Linked DNA regions of Mus musculus: region 2 is linked to region 1. A link is a contact called in public targeted proximity ligation data. All regions are on one chromosome and are shown on one strand. The core of a region is the stretch at or near the end of the contact, and the rest is flanking DNA. Distances in the headings are between cores, read along the strand shown. Region 1 overlaps Hectd2os (Hectd2, opposite strand). Region 2 has its middle 42 kb from the start of Ppp1r3c.

Evidence for each region.
Region 2: a contact with region 1 is called in a targeted proximity ligation map of hepatocytes, with 4 times the contacts expected there. A contact is called at or near these places in 1 of 39 promoter capture datasets (liver), 6 of 484 Hi-C or Micro-C datasets (embryonic stem cells, liver and nephron progenitors), 3 of 130 datasets of targeted methods (the NIH/3T3 cell line, hepatocytes and liver) and 1 of 9 other capture datasets (embryonic stem cells).

Annotation. Positions count from the first base shown.
Region 1 is chr19:36,622,004-36,628,794 of GRCm38.p6, reverse strand. It overlaps Hectd2os (Hectd2, opposite strand), which reads left to right. Exons shown (of 5, transcript NR_033510.1): 4 at 3,450-3,572. Among named protein-coding and RNA genes, the nearest start is that of Hectd2os, 64 kb to the left of the region's middle.
Region 2 is chr19:36,775,313-36,782,103 of GRCm38.p6, reverse strand. No RefSeq gene overlaps it. Among named protein-coding and RNA genes, the nearest start is that of Ppp1r3c, 42 kb to the right of the region's middle.

The sequences.
Region 1 (6,791 bases), core at 1,490-3,989:
AGCCCTGTCATAATTTATTAGAGTAGCAATAGGGAACTGATATGCCTTCATTCATTTGTCTCGTGTAGAGGAATTTTAATCAAGCAGCACGGCTGCTCTGGCAAGGAATCATATCCAAAGACTTATATGATAGCTTATATCCAAAAGTATATATGATCCTGGAGAATGCAGACATGCTCTAGATTACAGTATGATCTGTTTGGAATACTGACATGCCCTTAGTACACAACTTTAATCCCAAACAATGGAAGTAAAGTTAGTTTGTAGAAGGAAGCTGCCATGTTTGAAAGTGATGTTTAATTGAGGGTCAAAGTGATGAATCAGAGAAAGATTTGACAGAACAAGTCAGAGATAGGATATACCCAGCTCTCATGAGAACAGTACAGGAAAGAGAGGCTACTTTGGAGAGCAGCAGGGGAGGAGAGAAAGAGAGAGAGAGAGAGAGAGAGAGAGAGAGAGAGAGAGAGAGAGAGAGACAGAGAGAGAGAGAGAGACAGAGAGAGACAGAGAGAGACAGAGACAGAGAGAGACAGAGAGAGACAGAGACAGAGAGACAGAGAGAGAGAGACAGACAGACAGACAGACAGAGACAGAGAGAGACAGAGACAGGGGAAGCAAGCAGTTTTACTAGGACAGGTTTACAGAGACAGGTTGTAGGTGAAAACAGAATGAGCCAGTGCAAAGGCAGTTGAAACCAGAGAATAAGAAGGAGGCAGAAGATTAGAGCAGATTGCCAGGGTTAGTTTGAGGCCAAGCAGAGCAATTCAGACAGAAGCCAACAGATGTTGGATTGAATCAGTTAGGTTGGAAGGTTAAATTGTATGGATGCTAGAAATTTCCAGGCTTAGGCCTAGGGATAGTTAGACCAGAGAAAGAAACACTCTGGGCTCAGCCCACACTGTGTAATAGCACAGCTTGGGTACAGCTCTCATCTTTCCCCATCATCTGGGGAAATAAAATGGTGATCATCATCTTGGATGTGGAGATGTCCTTTGATTGCCCTTCCCCAAACCCAGATCTAAATTCAAATGGTCTGCCTGGAGCCATGACACCTTTTCAGTTCTTGATGGCCGGGAACTAAACCAACACTCTTGGTAAACAACACTCTTGGTATTGCCTTCTGGGTGACCTGCCACCCTGTGGGACTCTTCTTAGGTCCTTTGAATCAAGAGGAAAAATGACAGGCACATCTTCCTGACCTCCAGAATGTGTTCAAGGACCTCAGAGCTCATAGACTCCAGGCTTTTAGCATTTGCCAGGGAGGTAGGTAAAGATGATGCTCTTGTCCCTCACGAGGCCCTGGAAGTCACCTGCCTAAGTCATAGAGTAGGCTAGGACCTGAGCATGACTGGGATGGCCATTATTCCTAGTTCTTAGCCAGCTTGTAAGGGGGAATGGTCTGGAACCTTCCACAGGGTCATCATTACATTCGGTGGAGAATCTCCCTAACCAGGACTTGACTCTGGGCCCCACTGCAGGTGGTGGTGGCAGAAGCCAGGATGGGGTCATTCTCTTCAACATGTATGTCCTGGACCAATACAGGCTGCGATGTGCCATGTTCCTTGCTGAGGGTCATCAGCAGGCAGGGGGAACACCCTCACCCTGGTCTTCTGGGTGGTCAGGACTTGTGTGTTTTTAGGATTTCCCAATGTTTTTGTAGGAGGACCAACAGGGGGTGGAGTTGGGAACACTGGCAGCTGTATCCTAAGGTTTGCCACGCAAAGAACTTCCCAAGTGATCCTTTGACCGCCAGGCCAGCGTTTCAGAGGTGAAAGTCAAAGCAGAAAGGTAGGTCACTTGGTACAAAGTAGGGCATTAAAGTTTCCAGATTTTTTTCTTGACTCAAGAAAGATCATAGTCTCTGAGAACCTTGGAGGTCTCTTCCCCTTCTCAGATTTAACTCCCAGATGAGCACTAAGAAGCTGGGCTTTGGCTGGAGCTGTTCATACACTCAAAAAAAAAAAAAAAAAAAAACCAAAAAAACAACAACAACAAAAAAAAACCAACAACAAAACTGAAGATGGAAACAGCATTGATTAGGCAGGCCTCATTGAATGAATGGGCAGGTCACAGATGTTACTGCTAGGTTTAAGTTGCTGATCCCCATCTGTACTGATCTGTACTGAGCATCCTCACGGAGGAGAGGCAGTAAACGCAGGTGTCTACATGGGGACCCAAGTAACTTCTAGATCAGTGGTTCTCACCCTTGTTGCAATTGCTACAGTTCCTCATGTTGTGGTGACCACCAACAATAAGATTATTTTGTTGCTGTTTTATAACTGTAATTTTGCTACTGTCTTACATCATAATATAAATATCTGATAACTAAGATATTTGATATGTGACCCCAAAAAGGTTTTCACTCATAGGTTTAGAACTGTTATAAGATCATTGGAATTCCAAGTACAGGATCTTTGTAAAAATCAGTTTTGGGGACATGGCTGAGATTCTGATATCTAGTTGTCATCAAACTCTACTTCTTCAAGTTACATGTACAGCTAGACAACATTTTGACTCCTTCACATCCATGTATGCTATGCATGGGAGATGTGCACAGGTGCATCCAAGGCTCCCTTCAAGGAAGTCTTGCTTAGAGCTGGCCCCACCCTTTGCTGGCTGCAACTCTTGGGAGAACAGGCCCTGCACTTTGTCTGGGCAGCACATCAGAACTGTGGCATGGGTGAGGAAAAGCCAGCCCCAGATGGCATGAGAAAGGGAGAGCTGGCCCTGCCCCTTGTTGGGGCAGTGCTGGAGAGCTGGGGCAGTGCCGGAGAGCTGGCTCTGGTGTCAATGGCACAGGAGAGCTGGTGAGCTGACCAACTTAGCTTCCATCCAGGTACAGATCCAGGGCTTTGAGTTGGCCCACCTCAACATCTACCCCATCTATAATTTGTAGGAGTGCACGAAGGGACCAGTCCTGCAGGATCTCCATGACACAGGGCAACGATAGTCCTGTGAGTCCTGGTGAGGATCCAGTATTGATAGTGTAGCAGAAGCCAGAGGCCTTGAACCAGATCAGACTCATTGTAATGGGCATTTGCAAGTAAGGCTGTTTGGGCAAAGGTATAATGTGTGACACACTGTGACAGAGCACTTCCTAGGGGGAGATTTTGTTGCTGTTGCTGTTGTTTTGGTTTGTTTGCTTTGTTGTCTGTTTTTTTGTTATTGTTGTTTTCTTTCAGGGATGGGGGAGTCTGCAAGGGCAGAGGGTGGATATAAAGAATGGGGAGATGAGTGGGACTGGGGTGCATGATGTGAAGTTCACAAAGAATCGATATAAAGTTATTTTTAAAAGGGCTCTCATAGGTGTGTGGTATCAGGCAGCCTTGTCATGGTCTTCAGCTGTGGAGTCTCAGCTCCTAACCATGTCAGCCTTGCAGGGGCTGCCTTATTCTTTTATCGCCGTCTTTTCACAGACCTTGATGTCTAATACCTTTGTGTCTCCCCAGACCAACTGGAGTGTCTCCTTCCTGAGCATTCAGCCTACAATCCCAAGGGACTGAGTTGGCTCCAGTGCAGTATACATGGAAGTGGTACTTGCTCTTTGGGGCTTGGCCTCAGAACTATCCTGGGTAGGTAGATTATGCCTTCTCCTTTCGTTTCCTAGATATGGACTTCAATGATGCTCCACAGCATGGTAGGCCCATAGGATGGAGGTAGCTGGAGACCAAGGACAGCCCGCTAACCTGAGCATCCTTCCAGAATTCTTTCTGAGTTAGAAATGAGCATGCATTGTACACAGCCACTGAGTTTCAGCCATGTGTTTGCTAGTTCAGCTGATCTGTCCTGACTACTCCTCCCTTCTCATCTATCTCTTTAGGTACAAATGGAGGAGTTAGAGAAATATGTATCTCTAAATATGAGTGACCATTGGCAGGTATGAGTGGACACTCAAGTGCTGACTATGGCTAGACTTAGGCTTAATTAGAGAGCCTTGGATCAGATGGTTAGGCAGAAGAACAAGTCCTGGGACAGCTTTCTTGTGCAGAGATCTAAACTCCCTTAAAATGTAGTCCAATGCTACTATGTTGTTATCAATAAAAAGCACCAGCCCTGATATGGGCAGCGATCATAAAGGAGGAAATTAAGTTCTCATTCTAACAAAGAGGAGACTAAAATCGTCCCTCCTCCTTTTAATAATAGACCAGGTTTGGGCTGTAACATAGTCAATACCCTTGACTATGGAATTATCCATGCCTTTCAGTAATGCACAGTGATGGATGGCAGACACATGGTATATCGTTGTATATAGGTAGGTGAGGAGTGGTAGATAAGTGGAGATAGAGAAGGCAGTGTCGTCTGGGTGGCTGGCTGCTGGTGGGTACAGAAGCCACGGAGGCTAGAGACACTGAGATGTGTTCTTGTAGTTATGTAACTAGGATCTGGGGTGGGGGTGGGTATTTGGCTCTGGTGAGACATGGAACTCAAAACCTATCTTCACACCCTGGCCCAATAGTGGACAACTACCAGAAGAAGAACATTCCATTGGTCCCAGACAAGGTTTTCTTTGCCTTTCAATGGTTTTACTTTTCTTTATTATGCTTAGAATTCATATACTCAAAATTTTGTCATGTAGTGGGATGGAGGAAGAGGGCACATTTAATGCTTTATTCTCAAGGTTCTGGCATGATCAAACATAGGCTTTTATTATTATTATTAACACTTTCATTGTAACACAAGTTGAGGCAGAGCAGTTTTTAAATATTCTTTTTTTTGTAATTCTTTAATTTTTAAAATTTGTGTATATCCCATATGTCATGGGATATATGTCCCTGAAGACCAGAGGGTGTCTAATCCCTTGGGAGTTCAAGTGACAGGAACTTGTGAACTGCCTGACATGGGTGCTAGAAATGGAGCTTGGATCCTTTGAAGGGGCAGCAAACTGTCTTAACCACTGAGCCATCTCCCCATCTTGCCTTTTTGAGCTCTTAGTATGGCTTTATGGATTTAGCATTGTTTGGGAGGACTGTAGCATATCATAGGAGCCAAAGTTGGACAAGTTAGACTGAACAATGGAAAGCCTTTAATGCAATGCAGTGGTAGGGTCTACAAACAGACTTGAGATGGCTTTCACAGAGATCAGATTAGAACCAGCACAGGGGTCAAGGCCTAGACTGGGACAGTGACAGTGTAAATAGATCCACAATGGATGCCCAATTGCTGGGCCCTGGTAAGGTTATGAAAGGGATAGGATGAAGGAGAAGGAACCATTAAATAGAATGCTTTAGATTAAGCTACTGGGGAGATAGTACCACTATACAGACAAAGGAAGAAGGAAAGGAGGGGCAGGGGGAGGAAACGGGGGAAGGAGATGGTGGTGATGTTGAGAGTGTGGAATCAGTAGGAAATTCGGATGTTGAAGCCTAGGAGTGGAGTTTAGAGAAAGCAGCATGCAGGGCAGAGCAGAAGTGGGGGTTCCTAAGAGTGATCAAGATGCCCACCCTGAGCTTCTTTCCAAACATAAATCTTTACTTGCTCCTGGAAGACATGAAAATAGCCCTCCAACCTCTGTATTCTGTGTGCTGGGTGTGGTGGCTCAAGCCTTTAATCCCAGCACTTGGGAGGCAGAGCCATTTCTGAGTTCAAGGCCAGCCTGGTCTATAGAGTGACAGAAAAACCCTGTCTAGAACACCCCCCCCCCCAAAAAAAAAAAAAGAGTATTCTGTGCATCAAGGTGGATGGGTTCTATCTCAGTGAATCATTAGGGGAATATCTAGAAAAGATAGTATTGAGTTAAAAAAAATGTAGGAAGACCCAGAGTATCAGCTGACTATGACTACCATACAGTGCACAGACACACATGTACACATTACACACATAAAGGTGATGTAGGATGATTCGCAGAAACTATAGGTCAAAAGGGGAACAAAGATGAAGACTATTAGGAACAGACTAGGGCATAAAAAGGCTTCATGAGCTGGCAAGACTGTGGCCTGAGCTTGTCACCTGAAACCCAGAAAGGTGGAAGGAGAGCATCTACTTATAACATTGTTCTCTGACCGCCACATGTGTTCTGTGTGCATGCATACCCATATACACATGTGCATGTGAGCACACACACACACACACACACACACACACACACACACACACACTATAATAATAAACAAGTATTAAAGGGAGGTGCAGTTTCACCTGTACATTTTTTTAAAGATTTTATTTATTTATTGTATAGGAGTACAGTGTAGCTGTCTTCAGACACATCAGAAGAGGGCATCGGGTCCCATTACAGATAGTTGTGAGCCACCGTGTGGTTGCTGGGACTTGAACTCAGGACCTCTGGAAGAGCACTCGGTGCTCTTAACCGCTGAGCCATGTCTCCAGCCCTAAATTTTTTTATTTTAAAAGTACATGGTAAAACATAAGAGCAGCTAAACAGAAGTATAGAGATGTGTTGTTTTAGTGTAGAGATGTGTTTGGTAAAATTGTTAAATCTCTATAGATTTTTTTCTGTATTTTAAAATTTTCATTAACTGCTTAGTTTTAAATTTTTAAAATACCTTGTTGCACTTGCTTAAGATCCTGTAAAACGTTTGTGTAGTATGATATCAATATATATTCTTAAGCTTTGTTTCTAGAGTAAGAGTCTCCTTTTGTATGTTTCAATAGTTGCTTGTGTTCTTTAAGCTCTGGGTGAACCCAGCATGTGAGAGAGATGGTTGAGAAGCCATGGGTTAGGACAGTACATGCCACACCATCTTATCCCCTTTCCAGTTGGCCACCAGATGCCGGGCACTATGTGTCTCACACGTTAACCCACTTAATCCTCCCAAAAAAACCTCAGGTAGATT
Region 2 (6,791 bases), core at 1,359-3,858, 150 kb before region 1:
GGGAAATAAACCTGGGAAGAGGGCAAGTTGATAGGCTGACGGGCAAAGTCTAAGTAAAAGCTCAGACTTGGCTTTAGTCTTTGCCTCAAACACCTGACAATGCAGAGATGTATTTGTTATGTCTGAAAGTCGTCAGAAGGTCAGGACAGGGGGCCATGTCTAAATCTTTCTTGAGCTGTTTCAAGGAGAGCCGGCTCTCTGCTTCTATGTCCACGAGTGGTGAATACTGGATATGTTATCTAAGCTACTTGCAAACAAAAAGCAAGGAGCTGTTGAAATCTTTGTCCAAACAAAGAAAACTGAAAATAATGCCAAAGGAAGTGGAAAAGCTGTGGTGATCTATGATTTGTCCTTAGATTGGGATAGCCCAATCGTATGTAATGGTTTGTCCTTTAGATTGGGATAGCCCAGTGGTATGTTACTTGAATGACCCGAGGATAGAGACCAGAGCCATTCACAAGCTATGGCTTTCTTAACCAAATACTATATTGAAAACAGTGGTTAATGGCAACTCACTAGGATGGCTTTGTACACACAGTTTTTATGTCATCATTTTATTCTGGAGAGTTACATGACATTTTTAAGCTCTCTGTTTTCAATTTAATCTTAAATTCTCTGGAATTGCTAGGAAGAGTGAGCAAAGATAATGAAAAAATTCTGAGAAATAAGGACATAATAGAAGTGGAGAAAATAAGTCAAACTTGGTGAGCAGGCTAGGCTGTTTGTCTAACCGTTGAGTCAAAGGATTGATTAGGTCAGATGAGAAATGCTAGAAAGACAGGGGAAAAAATTCCTGGAAGATTTGAAGGACTTTGGAGTTTCTGTGATTACCGTAATTATTTATGTTAAAACATGAGATAATCGTCCCTTATATTAAACACTGCAGTGCTCCAAGGGGTGGTGATGAATAGGCTTCATGCTTTGTCACTTAATGTTCATTTCTTCTTGGGAACTATAAAGGGGAGTTCATTTTTACAGTCTTGTCATTTGCTTTTTTCCCCTCTTGTAGCTAGATGAAAACATCACAGAAAACAACAATAGATCACTTGGCACATATATTTATTTATTCGTTAATTGCATGCATGATTATTGTGCACTGACATTAATGGTATGTCTGTTAGACTATAGTATGAGATGCAGGTTCACATGGCTGAAGAGACCTGGAGAGCACAGATCCTCCAGTAAAGGTAAGTAAGGAGATAAATCAATATATAACTCATGAATCCTTTTATGTCATGAAGAATGGGTTGCTTCATCTGAAGCAGGAGAGATCAGAAAACGAATGGACATCCGGGAAGGTCCATCGAGGCAGAACAGGCAACTTAGTCTATAGCTTGTGTCTGCTTTAATGTACACTCTGCTTTCTATAAGGATATAGGGTGATTTCTTGGTTGATTTCTAATTTCCTTGGGAAAGGAAATTCACTGGATAGAAGTGTTTTGTGTGCTAAGGTCTCAGAAAAACAGAAAAAGGACCCAATGACCTTTTAGAGGTCATTGTCCCATCCTAGGGAAGATCTATAGTGTGATGCAATCTTTAGCAACAGAACATGTGTGTGAGGGTATAGAAGGTGAGGTGGAGCTGGTGATTTTTTTTTTTTTTGCTTCCTCCCAGGAATCCCTGTGAGAGCCCCTCTTGGTTTAGACAAGGCTTTTTGTCAGCCTTTTAATCAGGCAAAGGCAAGCATTATTATAAATGGAAGGGCCGACTATTGAGAAATTTCACAACTCTGTACAGAAAATGAAGTTGTGTTCTCTAACAGCTGGAGCTTCTACTAATGAACGTGGTGACTCTGCAAAAAGATGATTTTAAAAAACACAGGGACTTAATCTAGCTCTTGGTTTATAGCCCAAGCACACAATAAACAAAAGCTCAAAGTTCTTAAGTCTGTACCGATGTACCCATCAGGAAACAGGACGCAACACTCTTTGCTTTAGATTGTGTCCCCAGCATTCCATAAACACATATTCTTGTTTTTAACAGGCATAAGCACTATGTTAAAGACTTCAATAAAAATCTTCTTGCCTTGGCTATGGAGAGATAGGCGAGGTCTTTGATTTTCTGCTTTTTCTCTGTCCTTGTGGATACTTGCAGCCAGATCTGATCACAGCTAATAAACCACAGATGAACTGGAATTACCTTTAAACCAAACACAGCTCTTTATGTTAGGCAATCTATTATGGAGGTGACTTTTTAAGTGCGTGAACAACTGTAGCATGGCTAAAGTTCGAGTGAGATTCCAAACTCATTAGTTGTATCTTAAACATGGTACAGATGAACATAATTCAATTTTTAAAACATTTGTCATGATAACAGTAGCAACTATTTTTCTAAGGAAGGCACTGGAAATGAGTAGAGTAAGACGTATTCTGCTTCTGAGCCAGAGGTCAGAGAAAATAGGGATTTTAGTCTCTACATATTTCTAAACCTTTCAAGACAAAACTAATCTACCCATTTTGTGGAAGTAGAGCCACGATCTGGGATTAATAAAAATTAGACTTATGTACTCTCTGGGATTCCAACATGTCATGAGAGCAGAATCAGCAGGTTTGAGCAAGGCACTCAATCTCTGAAGCGCTACATTTGGTCAGCCGGGTTAGTCCTGATTTCCTTCCCGTGTCCTGATTGGTTATGTTCTATCTCCAGTGCTCTGTCCTGTGGCCTTGTTGACATTGTGAGAGACGGTGAATTCCTGCTTCATTGTTGCTGGCTTTGCTGTGTGACTTGTCTTGAACAGTGACATGTTTTTGTAGAGACAGAAGATCAAAAATGAAAGCAAAATCTCCTTACTTTAACAACTAGGTCATGACTTATTGTATACCAGCATCTGGAGCATAGCTACTAAGGACCTGTGGTCTCAAGAAAGACATGCAGTGTGCTGTTGACTACTTAATGAGATAGTGAGATGCCTGCCTACCTATCCAGATATGAATCTTTGAGCAAATGGCCCAAAAGATAAAACCAAGTATCTTCTTGACTTTAATGGTCCTGCTTCTTCTCAGTGGTGTCATCCCTCCCTGGGGTTTGGCTTTTGCCTTTTACAATGAATTCCAACAAACTCTTTATCATCTCATGCCCATGTTGCCATCTATGTCTTTGTCCTTACATATGTTCAGGGACATAAGAATCTAGAAATCCCAGTGGGTGTCCTTCTTACTGCAATATACTTGTAGCTAATAGTCAAGTAGATATTAGGGTAGATGATAAATGGTACTGAAGAGGATTAAAGATACATCAAGGTAATACTGGCTCCAGATCTGCAGCATTCCAACTCTCCACGCTCAGGAAGTTCTATTAACCAACCAGTTTGAGTGTCTGTAGAATCTTAAAGTGTTTTTTCTTCTTTTTATTTTATGTGTCTGAACGTATGCTTGTGCATCACTTGCCAAGGCCAGAAGACGGTGTTGGAGCCCAAAGAATTAGAGTTATAGACGGTTGTGAGCTGCTGTGTAGGTGCTGAACACTGAGTCTGGGTCCTCTGCTCTTAACTAAGATAAGGCCATGTCAGTCTTATCTTAGAATCTGTGTCATAGATGTATTAGTTGCTTTTCTTGTAGCTATAACAAAATACTTGACAAAAACAACTTAAGGATAAGGGAGTTTATTTTCCATTCATGGCTGGCCATTGTTGGGTTAGTTGGACTGTAAGCCCCTCCATCTTCCATCTCTGTCTGTCTCTGTCTGTCTGTCTCTCTGTCTTTCTCATTCATTCCTTAAGCTCTGTAACTCTAGAGAACCCTGAAGTTGCTTTTCTTTGGAAAGCCAGTTGCATCAGATGGTGTTTTGCTGGGGCAAACACATGAAGGAGTGTTTTTCTGAAGCAGACACAGTTGAAAGGATGTTCTGCTAAAGCAAGCATGTGAAAGGACATGTGATGAAGGATTCCTTGCTAATGACATCCATGCATTAGTCTGTCTTACATGGCGTCGTTGAGCCTCTTTTGTTGGGATGCTATAGAGAGAAATGCACCAAAAAATCTTCTGGTGGTGTGCTGCAGTTCCTTGCTGCTTCCGCAGATTCAGGCCGACTGGCAGAGTGATGTCAACGGATACAGATTTACATGGAGTTCTGCTAAGACAGACTCACGTGCTGAGGCAAAACCCATGGAGGACATGTGATGTTTGGAAGAAGGATAAATAGGACTCAAGGGACTATGAGGGGCCTGCTGGTAAAGCTAGCTATGCAGTGCTTCTTCTTCTTCTTCTTCTTTTTTTTTTTTTTTCACCTGCCTCAGAGCTCACAGGCCAGACACAAGCTAACGCCTCCCTTTTATTTTGGTTTGTTATGAGCTCAGCTGAGGCTCAAAATTTCATGTTTAAGTAAAATTAGTCATAACAATATAACACACACACACACATATCCCAGAATGCCAGTCAACCTTAATTTTTTCCTAAATAAGGAATTTTTACAAATTATATGTATGTTCTATGCAACAACTGGACTGTTGGTTTGCTCTTATTTATACAGGAGTCACTCTTCCTTGGTAGCTTGTAATTTTCTCTGCTAGTTCTGGAACTACATGCAGACTGAGCCCCCAATTCTTTCCATCCACGTTCTGTCATATTACATAATCTCATTTTTTTCTTTAATATTTTTTATTACATATTTTCCTCAATTACATTTCCAATGCTATCCCAAAAGTCCCCCATATCCTCCCCCCCACTTCCCTACCCACCCATTCCCATTTTTTTGGCCCTGGCGTTCCCCTGTACTGGAGCATATACAGTTTGCATGTCCAATGGGCCTCTCTTTCCAGTGATGGCTGACTAGGCCATCTTTTGATACATATTATGCAGTGCTTCTTGGTCTTCATGGAGAGAGGCAAGGCAAAGAACTCGAGGCATCTCTGCCGGTCCTAATCCTCCTGCTGACTTGTGCCAACTCAGTTGAGGCCTGGCTGTTCCTGCTAGGTCGCGCCACCACTGCTGCTATCCTGACACTACTGAACTGGACTTCTGCTATATCCCTGAAGTGCTTTCCAGTGGATTGAGCTGCCGCTGCTGACCTGTGAACTGAACTGCTAACTTCCTGACAATCAATGCAGATGAGATTTGCTCCAAGGAATCATTTCTAGACAGTTCGATTTCCCCCATATTCTTTCTTTCCCACTGCCTCTGATGGATGATGGGCTAGATGGGAGGTTAAAGCATTTAAGAACCATCATTAAAAGTAGGCTTTGAAGCTGTAAGCAATAGGGTTCCTATGGATAATGCTGAATAGTGGTTGCGTTTGTTGAAGGAGTTGGCGTTTGTTGAAAGAAGGATGGCAGTGGATTGGCTGGCATCTGGGGCCTGCCTTGACTCCCGTGTTCCTGCAGCTGGCTTGTCCTTTGTCCAGCTCCCTTGGATTCACTAAGACAACATAACTGTCCTTATTGGCTGGCTGCAGATGGTAGCTCCTCAAACTCCCTGTGTAAAGTATAAGCTTGTCCTAAGGCTCCCACTGCATCAGTCCATGGTGTGGCCTGCTTTACCAGCCACACTGTACTGCTGGGTGGAACTGCAGGGTGCTTGTGGGTGTTGGCTGCTCCCATGCTGGGCTTTGATGTATCTGAGTCACCTCCTTTCCCACAGTTCCTGTCATGATGCCTTCCCCATGGAAGGTGGTTTTATATTTCTATTAGTATTAGTTGATCCCTTCAACATTTCCACTCACGTGTATGATCTATTTTGAGTGTATCCACCCTTCAGTTACCCTCTATTCTCTCCCTTCCCACCCTGTTTCTTTTTGGTCTCTTCTTCTACCCCAGAGAGTTTACTATCTTTTTTTTTCCATGACTTTAAAAAAACAAAAACAAAACCCCAACCAACTAGATTCTCCAAATGAAAGAATGCACGCAGCCGTGTGTTTCTGAGTCTGCTTGTTTTGCTTAACACGGTGATCTTCAGTTCCATCTATTTTCCTACAAATCCCACAGTTTCATTTCTCTGTACAGCTGAATTATGCTCCACAGTGTTACATATTATGCAGCCTTTGTCTGTTATTAGACACTTAAGCTGATTCCATGGCTGACCAATGAGAACAGAGCCACATATCACGTGGGTGTTGAATGCTGCTTTTAATTCTCATGGATATATATCCAGCTGGACCATATAGTAATTACAGTTTTAGATTTTTGAGGAACCTCCACATAGTGGCTAAACTAATGTATATTAATGTATAATATACCATAGTAGGTGTGTTTTGAGCAAAAAATTCTGTCCATATATCTAACGTCACTTGTACACAATGTTCCCCTCTGCCACACTTGGGATCCTATTTCTAATAGACTTTCCTATTTGATCGCCAGCTCTTAAGATTCTTCTTTTCATTTTATAGGTCAGTTAGTGCTGACATTGGGCAACATCTCCCAGTGCCTTGGCAGGTGCGGGTGCCTGGCACTGCCCCGTGCCACCTCTCCATTGGCAGGCCTTCCGGCCTCAGTTGTCAGGAAGCTCACTTGCTCCTTGAGAAACTTGAGATGTGGGCCAGACACGGTCAGTGAGACATGGTCAGTGTTTCTGCAGTCCAGAGTAGACTCGCTCACAGTGTCCCAAAATCCTCATCCCTAGACCAGCGGTTCTTATGAGAAAGAAAGGCAGAGTCTAGTTTCCCTCGGGGAATATTAAAGAAAGGCTTTGGGCTGGAGAGATGGTTCAGTGATTAAGAGCACTATCTATTCTTCCAGAGGATTCAGGTTTAATTCCCAGCACCCACATGGCAGTTCACTACTGTCTGTAATACTACTTCCAGGGGACCTGACATCACTGTGCAGACATACATGCAGGCAAAACACCAAGGCATGTAAAATA